3 separate regions of the Triticum aestivum genome follow, and all the other regions are linked to region 3. The links are chromatin contacts, called in public Hi-C maps. All regions are on one chromosome and are shown on one strand. The core of a region is the stretch at or near the end of the contact, and the rest is flanking DNA. Distances in the headings are between cores, read along the strand shown.

Region 1 (3,024 bases), core at 176-2,675, 410 kb before region 3:
CTTCTATCTCGTCGTAGTCCTCAAATGCCATATAAGAGTTCGGGTCAATAGGAGGAGAAATATTGGGACGCAAAATTTTAGCATATTCGGCCTGGTCTTCCTTGGTGAGAATAACGCCTGGCCCGGTGTGCTCATCGCCACCTTCTTGTGGCAAGATGGTGTCCTCCATCTCCATGTCTGTCGCATGAGAAATCGGGTCTTGAAGATGCTGGGTAGTGGCAGGAGCATCGGAAGATGATGGGGGTAGGTACTTGCGGCGCCTCTTCTCCCCTGTCCACACCTTGTTTGTTCCATCTCCATCATCGCCCAGTGGCAGGAGCATCGGAAGATGATGGTCGAAGGCAGGAGTGCGGCCGTGGAGCGGCATGGCGACAGTCCGCGGCGGGGCACGAGCAGTGTCGCCTGGTGGCATGGCGGTCTGCGACAGGGCACGAGCTGGGCAGCCTCGTGGCTCGGCGACGGTCCGCGGCGAGGAGCTAGCGGTGCCGATGGTCCGCGGCGGGGAGCGAGCAGGGCAAACTCGTGTGGTGGCGAGGGTCCGCGGCAGGGAGCGAGCGTGGGCGCCTCGTGGCGTGGTGACGGTCCGCGGCGGGGAGAAAGAGACGGGGCCGCTTGGTGGCATGGCGACCGTCCAAGGCGAGGAGCGAGTGGGGCCGCCTGGTGGGGTGGCAACGGTCCGCGGCGGAGCGGGGCCAGCGGTCAGCCGCGGGGCGGGAGCAGGGCTGGCGGACCGCCGCGGGGCGGGAGCAGGGCTGGCGTACCGCCGCGGGGCGGGAGCAGGGCCGGCGGTCCGCCGCGGGGCGGGAGCAGGGCCGGGGGACCGCCCCGGGCCGGGAGCAGGGCCGGCGTACCGCCGCGGGGCGGGAGCAAGGCCGGCGGTCCGCTGCGGAGTGGGAGCAGGCAGAGCGGGGACGGCGGTCTGCCGCGGGGCGGGAGCGGAACCGCTCATGGGATGCGGCGGTGGGGCGGGAGCGGTGCCGCCGAGTGGCGGATCGGGGTGAAACCTGGAGCCCAGAGTCGAGATCGAACGATACAGAGGGGCGACCGGAGGCGAGATCGAGCTGGGCGGCGGCGTGACCGAAGGTCCATCATCGCCCGATGGAACATACTGGACGGGCTTCTCTTGCGGCATCCCGATCGAACGATCGAGAGGTGAGACCGGAGGCGAGATCCAGCTAGGCGGCGGCGAGACGGATCCGGCGGCGGCGATATGCTGGCGTAGGTGCTCGGTACACGTGGCCAGAGGCGACGGTAGGCAGCAGAGGACGTGGTGGCGGGCGGGAGCGGAGACGTGGAGTGTCCTGGCTGCGGGGATGGTAGGCAGCGGCGGTGGGAGGTGGGAGGCGGCGGCGGGAACGGCTGCGTGAAACCCTAGCACTTGTCGAGACACGGGAGAAACGGAGGGGAGAAACAAAGCGTGCGGGCCTAATATGGGGTGGGTGTCACGCGGTGGCAGGCCGAGGTATTATAATCCGACACTGAAGGGTATTTATTCCTTTCTTGTACTCCCTCCGTTCTAATATAAGGTGTATTCGGTTTTTCTTTTCAAAAGTCAATTATGTTCATATTTTATGAAGTATTTAGAAAAAAGTATTAATATCTATAATATTAAATTTCTAATTAAATCCATTGTAAAATGTATCTTTATATTTTATTTAATTTGTATTGCAGATGTTGATATTCTATTCTAGAATCCTGGTCAAATATACTACATATGCTTTGACTTTCATGGAAATTTATGCACTTTATATTCTGAAACAGATGAAGTATTTATGAAAGGGGGAGCACGTCAGTTAGAATTATAATACGTTTTGGATATTTTAATATGAAGTATATATGGACCGAAATGAAAACAAGCACGCCAAAACGTGTCCAGAGTTCTAGATATTTGGTTTGTACACAATTTTCTAGATATTTAGTTAGATGAAAACATATTTTAGAACCTCCAAAGTTCTTAAAACAATTACACAAGTGCATAAACATGTGTAGTGTGTCAAGATATTTTTTTCTTTTTTAAGCCACAAAACTGTCCTTTTCCCTTTTCATAAAAAAACTGCCTTTTGTCATGGCATACAAACTAATATGGAATTTTATAAAAAAGTAAATATATTTAGAACGCATGAGGGTACCAAGAAAATATAGATTCTTTTAACCTTCTAGGTTTCTTGTACTTTTATAAAAACACTGGACCAGGCACCAAGGAGTCCATCATTGAAATTTATATTCTTTAAAAAAAAGGGTATCTTTGTTAGTTAATCATGCGTGTGTTCCAGCTGAGAAACAAAAACTATGCAGGCACTTACACTTATCACAACGAGCGATGAGTGCGTAGCGGGTTTCGACTGTCTTGCCACAAACACATTCCAGTTCCTCCTTCCGGTATTACCGAAAAAGGCTTTCGTCCTACTTTATATATAAAGCACAGATCAACCACAGCCTAAGTACAAACACATCCCACAACAACACACGCACACACCCAAGGCGGGATACATAGGCGCTGAGCGCAGCAACACCACACCTAACACTACAAGAGCAATCGAGGACCTCCACCGTGAACACGCCACCGTGAAGAGATGAAGCCGCACATGACGAACCGTGAGCTCCAAGGCGGCGCCTCCAAGAAAGTTACGACGCTATCGCGCCGCCACCGCCTGACCCGGGGGTCAGAGTTTCCCCTGAAGCGACACGATGACCGGTGAGAGCCGCGACGACGCCTTCAAGAAGGTAACGCGCTACGCCGCAGCCGGTCCGTCCGAGGATAGAACAGGTTTTCACCCCAGCAAACACTCACCGCCACCGAACGCCACACCCCTGCCACCATGCCGCCCACACGGCCATGGTCACCGGGCAGCACCAAGCCACGGGCTCTGCCCATGAGCACCGCGCTACCACCACCAAGGCCGCCGCCCCGGCATCCAAGACCTTGACACCACCGCACCCGAGACCCGTTGCTACCCCAACCAAAGAGATGAGTGGAAAGGTCGCTCCTTTACACACCCCTGGACGCCCCCCGGCGTCGAGACC
Region 2 (3,301 bases), core at 667-3,166, 290 kb after region 3:
AATTGATGGAGATCGGAACAAAGTAAAGAAAGCTCGAGTTGTTCGGGCGTCCAGCCTCGTAGTCGCGGCGTGTGACACGAGCATCGAACAGCAACTCTCCATTTTTTTATGCACAAGATGGTAGAGAACGAACAAAAATACAGGACACGTCACGTCCGATAACCGTGAATAGAACAAACATACATATTTATAATGGAATCATGAAAGAAAGAAATGAACTCAAGATAAGAAATAAGTTAAATTTGCTGCCACCAGTACAAACACAATCCCAACATCGTTGAAAGCCTTTCCCGCAAAAAAAAAAAAACCATCGTTGAAAGCCCAAACGTTCCATAGGCGCAGGTCGATCCATCAGTCACCAACTCAAACAAAGTTTTAAAAAGAAAGAAGTTCATTTTCACCCTCAAATGTGCCTCAATGGACAAATACCACCCCAAAGTCTATTTTGGTACGATTTTAATCCTGAAATTCTCAAAACCGGATAAATCTGACCCTAGAGCGGTTTTGTTATAATTTTGGTGGTATTGGGAGAAGACGTCATCTTCTTCCTCCCTCCATCTCTCCTATGTGTCGTTCATCGACAGCCATGGCCCTCGATGCCCCCCACCGGGGTGCCACAACGTCGCCCCAGATGCCCCAGCCCCTCCTTCCCATTCCCCCCACCCTTCTGACACCCTCTCATGACGGGAATCGCATGCCCCGCATGCGCCCGTGCTGCAGCCAGCACCGCCGCCGTTGCCGCCCATGCGTCCACTGGCCACCTTGAGCCACACTACCATGTCAAGCATCTCCGCCACGCCTCCCTTGCCTACTTTGGCAAAGTCATTTGTGCGAGTCGCCCCCTGAATTACAGTGGGAACGTCGTCTTCCTCGTTTTGGATCTGCCGCCGGCGCGCCTGATTCCCTAGCTCTGTGGAGCCCCGACGCCTCTGCTGCCTCCCTTGAGATCCCTCTAGTGTTCGTGGCGCTGCTGACGCCTCCTCGGCAAGCCCATCGACCCCGAGTTTCTTCTCCGTGATGTTGTGCTCCGGTTCCGGTAGCTGCCGCGTAGGTTGACCATATAGGTCTTCCGCCCGAGCAGACGACATGTGTGGCATCCCGGATGAACCGCCCCGTCCCGCAGCGGAGGGGGTGGCTCCCATGGTGTAGACGGCGTGGCGGAGTCCCATATCTCCCCGGCGCACGCGAAAACGAGGTTGCAGCCGACGCCCCCGACGAACAAGCAGCTGCGCCCGCTGTCCATCACCTGCGTTGAGCGAGTAGAACCCGCGAGTCCGCCATCCAACACGGCACGGGCGTTGCGGCCGGGTCGAATACGAGCGGCTACGTGAACCCCACGACGAGGATGAGCCGCCTACCTGCAGCCACAGACCAGAGCGACAACCGGTGGGAGAGGAACGACAGGTGGCAAAGCATTAGGGGCGCCGGCAGCCCGTCCCACCGCACGTCGATCTATTCCTAGACCATGAAGATCGCCGCCGTCGCTAACTATCTATGTCTGCACACCCAAATACCATGCCACGTCACACTTCTGGCCACAGAACCGCCTAAAATTGAGGCAAAACCAAAAATTGAGGCAAAACCATCTGAGGGGGAGATTTACCCGGTTTTAATATTTTGGGGGTTAAAATCGTACCAAATTTGAGTTCAGGGAGGTATTTGTCCCTCAAGCTACATTTTGGGGTGAAAAACGGACTTCTTTCTTTAAAAAACACACACTCAAATGGCTGGGCCAGGTTCTGCACCATTTCCGCCAACGGAAACGGCCTTGCGGCTAGATTAGTTAGGAAGCCCATTCAATTCAAATGGAGGCCCAGTCGTTTCAGAACTTCCCCCCGACATTCTTGGCAGGCCGCAGGGCCAGGATGCGATCATGAATGAGCCAACCCAAAAACCCTAGCCCCCGCCGTCAACTCACAAGCCAAACCGCAATACCACCAGACGCCTGGCGCGCCCGTGCGTGCAGCCGCCGCGCGCGGCCACGGTCCGCTCAACCCGATGCCGCGGCCGGCGCAGCCCGAGCCCGAGCCGCCGCAGCCCGGCGGCGAGACGCCGCCCATCCACCGCCTCCTCGAGCTGATCAAGTCCGAGCCCGACCCAGCCTCCGCGCTCGCCCACCTGGAGCTCCTCGTCTCCACCTGGCCGGCCTACACGCCGCCCCAGCCGCTCCTCTTCCACCTGCTGCGCCGCCTCGCCACCTCCGCCCCGGCCCGCCTCCCGCGCCTCCTCGGCCTCCTCCCGAGCCTCCGCCACCGCCCGCGCTTCTCCGAGCCCGCCGCGCTCGTCGTCCTCTCCGCCTTCTCCCGCGCGCTCATGCCCGACGCCGCGCTCGCCGCCTTCCGCCGCCTCCCTGCCTTCCTCGGCTGCAACCCGGGCGTCCGCTCCCATAACGCCCTCCTCGACGCTCTCGTGCGGGCCCGTCGCTTCTCCGACGCTGACGCCTTCTTCGCGTCCCTCTCCCATGGCGCCTTCGGGCGCCGCATTGCCCCCAACCTCCAGACTTACAACATCATCCTCCGCTCCCTCTGCGGACGTGGGGACCTAGACCGAGCTCTGATGCTCTTTGACTCCGTTCGCCGCCGCGGAGTTGCTCCAGACCGCGTCACCTACTCCACTCTCATGTCTGGGCTTGTCAAACACAGCCGCTTGGACATGGCACTTTACCTGCTCGACGAAATGCCGACCTATGAAGTGCAGCCTGATGCGGTTTGTTACAATGCAGTGCTCCGAGGGTGTTTCAGGAATGGTGAGTTTGAGAAAGCTATGCGGGTGTGGGAGCAGCTGGTGAGAGATCCTGGTTCAAGTCCCAACCCCTCCACTTACAATGCGATGCTTGATGGCTTGTGTAAACTTGGGAGGTTTAAGGAGGCGGGTGAGGTATGGGAGAGGATGATTGCAAATAATCACCAAGTCGGCATGATTACCTATGGGATTCTGATTCACGGTTTGTGCCGGTCACGGGATGTGGATGGTGCAGCAAGGGTATATTCAGAGATGATCAAGACTGGGCTTGTTCCTGATGTTGCCATATATAATTCACTCATCAAGGGGTTCTGCCAAGCTGGGAGAGTAGGAGAGGCTTGGAAATTCTGGGACTCTACCAGTGTTTCTGGCATCCGTAATGTGATAACGTATAATATAATGCTGAAGGGGCTCTTTGATGGTGGCATGGTCGATGAAGCTAGAGAATTGTGGGAGCTATTGGAGAAAGACACTTCGTCCTCTCCTGACATGGTGAGTTTTGGCACTATGATCCATGGGTTATGTGAGAAAGGCTTTGCTAACAAGGCACTTCAAATCT
Region 3 (3,407 bases), core at 692-3,191:
ATATCATACTCGTAATTGGTTTGACAAGCCAATCCTACTGCTAGCGTCGTCAACACCCTCTGTTGAAACAGAATAATGTATTTCACAGGACAAGTAGCGCCAGTAGTACCTCTCTTCCATCGAAAGCACAGGCGGGCCCTTATTCGCCACAATCTCCTCATCACTGACAACGCCGACTACCAGTTGATCTCCCAGCAACTTGGCCTGTCGCAACGCGTTTGCGTGGCCGTAGTGCATGAGGTCAAAGCATCCATCCATGTACACTCTCACGGGCCTTTGCCGTTCCTTCTTCTTGGGGACTTGTCCTAAATATGGCCAAAAGTATGGAGCAAAAGGAGCACCAATTCCTCCAAAATAACCCGTAGATAACCAAAGAATTGCAACAGTCACCATAACTCCTCCAATTCCAAAAAACTGTGAATAATATCCGCCATTCCAGAGCCCCTGGTTGTTCTCAAATGCCAGCAAACCCATCATCATTTTGAGGTGTAGAAGTACTGCCCTGATATGGGTTCAGAAAAAAGCAGCAAAAATGAGACCTCATAATCGATGCATCCTCATGCAAGAAAGGGTATCCTGTATGTAATTACAAAGGAAACGAAAAATGTCTCGTTCTCCAAACTTTGTGCAGTTCAATTTCTTTTGTTATGTTTGGAACAAGAAAGTGACTCAAAAGCAGATGTGCCTTTTCAATACTTTATCATGAAAGGATGGATAGATACTAGACGTATAACCAGGACTATTTGCATTTGCTCAACGTGCTTAGCTGCGAAGTCATGTTTGACCAAATCCTAACCACCAGATATACTGGAAAGCTACAGATTGAGCCAAAAAAAATTGTTGGAGAAGTCAGAACAGACTTAAATTGCGTCAGTTAGAAGCTACGTAGCAACTAGTGGAGCTCAAGAATCCACGAGATATAGCCATAAATTTTGTTCTGAAGAAATATTTTCCAATAACGTCGATTGTTCAGACCACTCTACAAAAAATAGCCCCAGAAGACAGGAACATGCAACAAACCGAAGTGACTGATCATCTGAATATGCACTGAAGGAAATTCTGGCAGAATAGGGAGCATATATGATTTCCAACTCTCTGAGCCTCGAATTGTAACCAAAATCAAGCGAGGGATAATCTGATTCTTAGCTCAAATTTTGCATCGCAGCCAACCATGCACAACCAAGCAGAATCTAAAGGTGCGTGGGTCCAAGAGAGACAGGAGCACAAACGGAATCACGAGAGATGGGAGAAAACGAATAAAGGCATCGGCCCGAATTCCCCCACCATCGAAATGCTAATTCCAATGCCGCAAACGGCAGAAATAATCAAGTGGCGCCGCGCATGCATGCGCCCACCTGCCCACGATCCGTGCTCAAACGCGGCATGGATCGATCACCCTAAGGTACGAGCAAACGCTGAACGGAGGAGAGGGGGGGAAACAAGCAACGCCTAGGAATAATTTCCGGGGATTTTCGCTTCCTTGAACAACAACAAGAAGAAGAACAAGCCGAGAGATTCGGAGACAGGAAAGGCGCGCACCGGAACGAGGGGGGCAGGCGACCGGCGGCGGCGGCCGAGATCGGGCGCGCGGCGGCGAGATTCCGCGGGGATCTCCGCCGGGGCGGCGCGGGGCGGGGGGGAGAGCCGCCGTCCCTTCGTAGCGCGGGAGGAGGCCGGGAGGAGATCTGCCTGCCTGCCTGCCACTGCCGGGGCGCGGTGCTGCGTGTCGCGCGGTGCGGAGAAGTATCTGCTTTGGCGTCTCGCTTGTCTCCGTCTGGTGTATTTTCTAGGGGAGGCCTCCGGAGACGAGACGAGACGACAGCTCTTCCTTCCCCCTCCGCCTCGCGTGTGGTGGTGTGGGCACCCCCTCCACCAACTGATTCCCCCGCGGGGCCCACCTCCTCCTCGCTATAATATCGCGCGTCTGACGCGTCCTCCTCCCTTCGCTCTCCCTACGATTCTGCGCCGGCTCGCCGTCGGCCCTTGTCGACGGCCGGGTGCCCACTGCCCAGCGCACGGCGCAGGACCGACCTCCCGACTCAGTCTGCCCCTGCCGTTACCCCGGCGGAGAGAGCGAGGGGGAGGGGCGTGAGGACGGGAGAAACGGGTCCGAGAGGGCTAGCGTGGAACCATCGCCGACCAGAAGAAGAAAAAATCTCCTGCTACACTTTTTATTATTATCAAAAAAGATGGCTCCTTTATATACTGTATTTCACAAACAACCAGAGTTTACACGACTATGACAATTGACAGGATGAGCAGGGAGTTCACTCGATTTAGCCAACGAGCCACCTGATTGGCACCACGGCAATTGACCCAAATTTTGTACTTACGCGTGCTGCGTGGATGGCCACGGCATTACCTACGGTACGGTGCGACTCCTCTACCACCACATGGCATTGGCTTGTCGAATATATTTATACGCAAGGGGTTATATGGACTTAAAGTTGTAATTGATTTTTCTTTTTTTAGAAATTGGAGTTGTAATTGATGTGGTAGATACGGGTCGTGTAGGAGTTGGACACGTTGTATTTTATGTCGTTTATATGTTAAGAGGCACCACACATTCTAATCCACGACGACTTGATAGCTAGGTACGCGAGGGAGCCAGTGGCTTGTGCCGGCGCCCGGGGGCCGGTGTTGCGGTATTTTAGGAAGGAGCGTCCGTAGTCATTACCTGAGGATGTAGCCATCGGTGAACCCCTTAACAAATATCGTGCATTGATGTGTCGTCTACGATCTAACATTAGTGTTTTTATTTTAGTGCCATTGGCATTGGCACATGTGGCTGGCAACAAAAAAATGATTTAGGGCCGGTTTTTTCATTGATTATGCAGATTCTAGATCTTTATACAAAAAAAAAAAGCGAGACAATATGGCTATGATCCTTGTTCTAGCGATTTTGGCTAGTCTTTCGGAAGAAAACAATTTTAGGTTACACAAGACAAACAAAGTATTAATAAGGAAAAAGCTTACCTTCAACCGACTGATAACGCTTGTGCGTCCGTCGGCTCCGCGTCCGTCGGATCGTGTGTTGATCAGACGGACGAGAGTGTTCCTCGCTTCCGCGTCACGCGCAGACATTTCTGAAACTGGGTGGTTGTTTCAGGAATCATTTATGCAGCTGTAACGCTCTTGCGGTGCTCCCGCAGCTCCTTTGTGTCTATAAGGGCGACGGTGGTGGGATCTGGTAGGGCGACGGCTGGCGGCGACGGCGGGTGGTGTGGGGTGACGCGGGCGCATCCAACGCGGTGGCGACGACGACCGCTTCGGGGTCGGCGGTTGCCAGCGGCGACACAAGCAGGTACGGCCGCGTGCTCCTTTCCCCCATTTCTGGTCGGCCCTGAGATGGTTCTCCTCTGCTTGGCGGCTCCTCCTCGACGGCTACATGCCTCATCGCAGCGGTG

What was found. Hi-C and Micro-C count contacts between places; a contact is called where the count stands out from the background.
Region 1: a contact with region 3 is called in a Hi-C map of leaf, with 6 times the contacts expected there. The contact joins the promoter of LOC123071440 here to the promoter of LOC123071442 in region 3. A contact is called at or near these places in 2 of 5 Hi-C or Micro-C datasets (both in leaf).
Region 2: a Hi-C map of leaf shows a contact between it and region 3, with 4 times the contacts expected there. The contact joins the promoter of LOC123071445 here to the promoter of LOC123071442 in region 3. A contact is called at or near these places in 2 of 5 Hi-C or Micro-C datasets (both in leaf).

What each region holds. Positions count from the first base shown.
Region 1 is chr3B:644,508,894-644,511,917 of IWGSC CS RefSeq v2.1, forward strand. It overlaps LOC123071440 (histone lysine acetyltransferase CREBBP), which reads right to left and starts at 1,426. Exons shown (of 13, transcript XM_044494996.1): 1 at 1-1,426. The coding sequence starts at 1,132.
Region 2 is chr3B:645,202,862-645,206,162 of IWGSC CS RefSeq v2.1, forward strand. LOC123071445 (pentatricopeptide repeat-containing protein At3g09060) reads left to right here and starts at 1,917. Exons shown (of 9, transcript XM_044495006.1): 1 at 1,917-3,301. The coding sequence starts at 1,999.
Region 3 is chr3B:644,915,967-644,919,373 of IWGSC CS RefSeq v2.1, forward strand. It overlaps LOC123071442 (ethanolamine-phosphate cytidylyltransferase), which reads right to left and starts at 1,942. Exons shown (of 10, transcript XM_044494998.1): 1 at 1,540-1,942; 2 at 110-502. The coding sequence starts at 480.